2 separate regions of the Mus musculus genome follow, and region 2 is linked to region 1. The links are chromatin contacts, called in public HiChIP or PLAC-seq maps. All regions are on one chromosome and are shown on one strand. Each heading gives the region's core, a stretch centred on a gene start, on an enhancer-like site or on the middle of the called end of the contact. The rest is flanking DNA. Distances are from core to core; before and after follow the strand shown.

Region 1 (2,700 bases), core at 116-2,615:
GGAATTCTTTATACTATGACTTCATTTAGTCCTTCCGAGGGCCATGAAGGGAAGTCACTTAGACCCATGGCCAGTTTGAGCACTCAGGTCCCAACAGCAAGCAGGCCTAGCCAACTAGGACCAGGCTGAGAAGGAGCCTTCAGCACTCAAGAGTGCCCTCCACCCAAAAAGGAGAGATGTTTAAACAGGTCCTTCCCACTGGAACAAGGGGCAAGAGCATACCCCGTGGGGCAAGCAATAGAGAGCCCCTCACCTAAGATTTCAGGCTAGCTAGCTAGCTCTGGAGCCTGATTAGCAAAGCTAGTTCTGATTCCTGAAATGGGGTACACTTGGACCCTAGAGGAGTAAAGTTCATACACTGGCAGAGGTGGTGGGGGCTGGGGGTGCCCTTGCTCGAACCAGGTCTCCCCTGTAGTTCCAAAAGGTCAAAAAATACTTCTGGCCATGCTCCTGAGAGCAGAATATCTCAAACAGTCACAAAATCACATAGACTGCTTTAGTACCAGCAGTCGGCATCCACACTCAAGGGACACACAGAGACCTACATATAGAGCTAGACACACTTGGGGTGACAGTAACATACGGAGCCACATATATCAACAAACCGCGGCTCGGACTTATACAAGCGTAGCCATACACCCAGACCCACGTGCAAGTATTCCCAACCCCTCCCTCCAGGGCAGGGGCTCTGGGTCAGGCTAGCCACCAAACTGAGGGGTGCGTCTGGGCGGGGCTGGGAGGCTGAACACGTGGCACCTCGGGACGGGGGAGGCAGTAGGACAGGTGGGTGTGGAGCCCTGGGGAGGGGTGCATGCAGTGGGGGATGTGGAAGTGGGGCCGGGGCCGAGCGCCTCTGCGAGACACAAGGCCGGGGCGAGCGAGGACAATGAGGGAGGCCGGATGGGGGCGGACGCCGGAGCCCAGGAGGCTAGCGGGATGGGGGTAGGGTGGGGTGCAGCCAGGCCGGGGGCAGCGCCGGTGCCTCGCTCACCGGGTCCTGGGCTGGGATCTGTGACGGCGCGCGGGCGGCCCCCTAGCCGGGCCGGGTCTGGAATGTCGGGGCCCTGGGTGGGGGGCCGCGCGCGCCCTCCTCTCTCGCAGCGCTCGGGGCTCAGCAGGGGGCGCCGCTCCAGCTCGGGTAGGGATCCCGGCTCCAGCAGCTGTGGACGGCTCTGTCCCCCATGGCCCGGCCCCACCGCCCGGTCAGCGGTCCCCGAGGCTCCGGGGCCACCTCCCGCCGCCGCCGCGGGCCATGGAGCCGAGCCGCCCCGGGAGGCAGGGCGGGGCCCGGCAGACCCACGGACCGGCGGACCGACGGACCACTGCGCTGCCGCCTCCCTCCCGCGCTACGGCTCCTCGGAGGGGCAGGCCAGGCCGGCGCGCCCGCGCGCGCGCCCCCGCGGCCCCCGCCTCCAGTGCGCCCGCACGCGCCGCGCGCCGCTCCGCCGCCCGCCCCTGCCGTTGGCCCTGCGCGGCCCAGCCAGCGGGGAGGTGCGTTTGCGGATGCCTGAGACCCAGGAAGGACGCAGGAATCCATCAGGTTCCTCCATCAGCTTGCTTTAGGGATGGGAAGAGACCAGGAGCCGGATGGCTAAGGCCCTTCAGGTATTTGGGACGGGGTCTGGATAGTGGGCAATTCAGAGGGTTAGGGCCTTGCCAACTCTTTCCTGGGAGCATGAGTCAAGGTCAGCCAACCAGGGCTGCCTGCTGGGTAAGACCCCTAAAGGTGTTGACTGAAAAGGACTTATTAGGTAAAAGCAGGTTGGGTAAGATTTAGGGTGGTGTTGGAATCAAGAATTGTATAGGAATAGGCGGAGCTGAACAAGGCCCTAGGAACTAAGACCATAGAAGAGGTTTCTGGAAGGGTTAGGTGTTCATACTGGACTATCAAATGTAAAACACTGTTCTCCAGGAAAATCCAGGTGCGGGGAGTTTCAGGAGTATAGCGACAGAGAGGAGAATTAGCTGTAGTGAGTTTGGGTCTAGTGCACAGGGGTCCAAAGACATAGGGCTAGGAGGATCTCAGAGCCCAGACTCTTCAATGAAGAGGTGCCAGCATTACAGCCAGCCTAGCACCCTGATCTGCCACCCAGGAGCCAGCAAGGTCCAGAGCAGAGATGATGTGTAGACAGAAAGTTACAGGAGGTTGGAGTGAGTGAACAGGTCCTCCCCTTCCTTTGTGAAAGGTGTCGCAAGGGGCCAACAGAAGCCTCACTGACTGGGACAAATACCAAGTTTATTTCACAAACACTAGGAAGATGGGCTGGATGGGGGTTGAGGGGGGCACAGGTGCACAGCTGTACACAGTCACCATCAGCAGCCCACTCCCCACACTGGGGTTCAGTCTGGACTGCAATGCCTCCAGAGTCAACAGGCAGCAAGAGGTGAGTGCAGGGGAGACCCTGAACACCAAGCCCCAGAAAGGCTGAGGGACACAGCTCCAGCTGTCCCAGGAAAACCAGCAATAAATAACAGTAGGGCACGGCCCCACCCATACAGGTCATCTAGTCACCCATCTTCACTCTGGAGGTCTGCAAAGGAAAAACAGGACAAATCAGGCAGGGACAGTGACCAGTGACAAGACCAGAACCAGCAGGCCAGTGGGTGGACAGACGGACAGACACACTATGACAGACAAACAGACATGGACAGTAACAAAGGAGCTCAGCTGTACAACAGAGAAGACAAGTCCCATGGACA
Region 2 (2,817 bases), core at 30-2,529, 160 kb after region 1:
CCTAAAGCAATCTCTCACGAGGACCGCCCGTCAACCCGCCAGTCCTACTTACAATGCCGCCCGCCCAGTCATTAAAGATGACGGCTGAAGAAGCCTCACACAGCTTGTCTTTGTCACCCTCACACATACCCAGTATCTGGTCCTCAGCCCTGGAAGTGGCTCCACTCTTCACCCAAGAGCAGTCCCTGAACGCTGCTTTCCCCGTTTCACCCAGTTAATCAGTCTATAGGTAGTCAGGCTGGGCTGCTAAATTCCCTTCTTTAAAGATCAGCCCAGCTGTGAAGAGCACTGACTGCTCTTCTGAAGATCCTGAATTCAAATTCCAGCAACCACATGGTGGCTCACAACCATCTGTAATGAGATCTCATGCCCTCTTCTGGTGTGTCTAAAGACAGCTACAATGTACTTACATCTAATAAATAAATAAATCTATAAAAAAATAAAGATGAGCCGAAAGGAAATGCTGCTGCTCATACTTAAACATCATTAACTTCCATGAATGGGAACACACACACACACACACACACACACACACACACACACACACACAAGGCAGAGCTCACCTCACCCAGTATCTCTAGCACCTAACACAGGGTCTGGTACAAAGGTGGGGGTCCATAAATATGTTGAATGAGTGGTGTGACTAGGGGGGCCTACAGACTAGCTGGGGACATGGATCCTCTGTTCTTTTCTACTCGCGGGGAGGGGCCAGTGCCAGTGGTGGCAGCAGTGGTAGGTATGGTCCTTAGCCTCTCTGGGTCAGTCATCTTTCACAACAGTGACTGCCTAGCTCTGCCCACTCCTGACTCTCAGCCCGCCCAGCTGGTGACACCGCAGACCCCCACCTACTGAGGGTGTCCCATGACTCTGCTTAGACTAACTGTCTACGTCTCTGTTTACTTTCCCATACGTTGCCATTTTCTGATTCTTGCTTTGGGGTTCCCTCTGAGAACCCCTAACTTGTCAGCACATCATTTCTAAAGGCCTGAACTTCAACCTCGTCCACGAAGAGCCCTGAGCATCCCAAGCTGCACGCTTTACACATACGAGTTCTTGGAACTATGTGCTCATGCTGCCTGCAAAGGAAATGCCACCTCAAACATACCAATGCTCTGGGGACAACTTGCCTCTGAGGTAGCCCACAGGACAGTCCAGGTCTCACCACCCTGAGCACATATCTGCCTACAGTCAGAAGATCATGGGACTCCTGAGTCTACCAGGCTCAGAGCCACTGACAGCCACAGACAGCTGATACAGCAGCGGAAAGCACTCCTCTCCCTGACACCACAGCAGCAAGGAGGCAGCTGCACACGGAAGGAAAAACGCTTAGTCTCTTGGTGGCTTAGGCCTCCTGCTTCAGCCAGGCCAGTAAATGCAGGGTAACACAATCTACCAACCAAGGAGCACATGTGTCCTGTGCCTGGCTCCAGGCGGGAAGTGGCCTGGGTGATACCAAGCTCTGCCCTTCTCCAGCACCTGCACCAGGTCAGAGCTGTGAATGTACAAAGTGCTTTTGCAGATGCTGGGAGCCTTTGAAGTAAACTGTTAACTCTTTCAGGGATCCTACAAAGGGATTAAGTATGTCTTTTGGGTCACAGTAAGAGTCATAAAGTATTGGTGGGGGAGAACCCTAGAGAATTTGTAAACCTCCTGGAAAGTTCAGAAACTGAGCATAAAAAGCAGGCCACGAGCAAACTGTGTGCATGCATCAAATAAGGAACACTTCCCTTACTGCGCGGAATTTACTGAACTACATGTCATGCACAATAGGTCTGCTGTCATTAAACAGGCAAACACAGGAGCCGCTGAAAAGTCAGGCCATAAAACCAGTGGGAACTCAGAAGATTTGAACGGGACAATTACTCACTTTGAACCAACTAAAGGGCAGAGAGCCCCTCACCCAGCCTGTAGAGAACATCCTTCCAAGCGTGCAGTGACCGTTTCTGAAAGGGATGGAGGAGGGGGTCCAAACGGGGCTCAGCCCCCGATCCTAGTGTAATTTACAGTTACATTCTGGAAGGATGACCAGTGAAAGTACCTTTTCAGAAACATTACGGTTCCGGGAATGCATACATCTAATCATGGGTGGCAAAACACCCGCGGCACCTTGATGCATGTGCTTGCTCTCATGTCTGAGACATCTGCCAGACTCTGAGCTTTCAAAGCACGACATCTGTCCATCCTTCAAGTGAAACAGTGCTCCTGAGAGGTAGACAGTCTGGTTGGTAACAATCACACAAGGGCCTTTTCGTTAAGACAACCTCTTTCCTTGGCGCATAGCAAGGGTGTCAGGCACACTCCCGTTTCCTCACACAGAATACCAGAGAGATGTGCACTCCAGGGGGAAATCTAATAGAAGTCAGAACTGCTGGGCAGGGGTGTAGCTAGGGGTAGAGGACTTTCCTAACATGCTGGAGGCCCTGGCTTTAATCTGCAACACTGCGGACAAACTGCTTCATCAAGAATTGGTTCTAGGGGCTGGAGAGATAGCTCAGAGGTTAAGAGCACTGGCTGATCTTCCAGAGGTCCTGAGTTCAATTCCCAGCAACCAACGTGGTGGCTCATAACCATTTGTAATGGGATCTAATGCCCTCTTCTGGTGCATCTGAAGACAGTGTACTCATATACTTAAAATAAATAAATAATTCTTTAAAAAAGAGAGAGAGGAGAGAGAGAGAGAGAGAGAGAGAGAGAGAGAATTGGTTCTGCCTTTTAAAAAATGTAAAATTTCTCTGGATGTGTCCATGCATATATGCCTTTAGTCCTATTACTCAGGAAGAGGAGGCAAGCGGACCTCTGTGAGTTTGAGCCAGCCCG

Evidence for each region. HiChIP or PLAC-seq counts read pairs in DNA pulled down with a chosen protein or histone mark.
Region 2: a contact with region 1 is called in an H3K4me3 HiChIP or PLAC-seq map of embryonic limb bud, with 3 times the contacts expected there. The contact joins the enhancer-like site here to the promoter of B4galt2 in region 1. A contact is called at or near these places in 13 of 39 promoter capture datasets (the 3T3-L1 cell line, 3T3-L1-derived adipocytes, the C10 cell line and 8 more), 1 of 15 datasets of contacts at CTCF or cohesin (the NIH/3T3 cell line), 11 of 115 datasets of contacts at active chromatin or transcription factors (the SCID.adh cell line, bone marrow-derived macrophages, craniofacial prominence and 6 more) and 2 of 9 other capture datasets (adipose tissue and pancreatic islet).

The regions. Positions count from the first base shown.
Region 1 is chr4:117,882,111-117,884,810 of GRCm38.p6, forward strand. It overlaps B4galt2 (UDP-Gal:betaGlcNAc beta 1,4- galactosyltransferase, polypeptide 2), which reads right to left and starts at 1,366. Exons shown (of 8, transcript NM_017377.5): 1 at 992-1,366. It overlaps Atp6v0b (ATPase, H+ transporting, lysosomal V0 subunit B), which reads right to left. Exons shown (of 8, transcript NM_033617.3): 8 at 2,220-2,531. The coding sequence ends at 2,505. It overlaps Gm12841 (predicted gene 12841), which reads left to right and starts at 1,440. Exons shown (of 4, transcript NR_168719.1): 1 at 1,440-1,605.
Region 2 is chr4:118,039,527-118,042,343 of GRCm38.p6, forward strand. The region is part of intron 3 of St3gal3 (ST3 beta-galactoside alpha-2,3-sialyltransferase 3); the gene reads right to left. Among named protein-coding and RNA genes, the nearest start is that of 9530034E10Rik, 66 kb to the left of the region's middle. Within about 2 kb of position 1,280, at least 20 of the 459 cell types and tissues checked have an H3K27ac peak or open chromatin away from gene starts, as enhancers often do. A contact at or near this core is called in the SCID.adh cell line and embryonic limb bud, where this site is marked.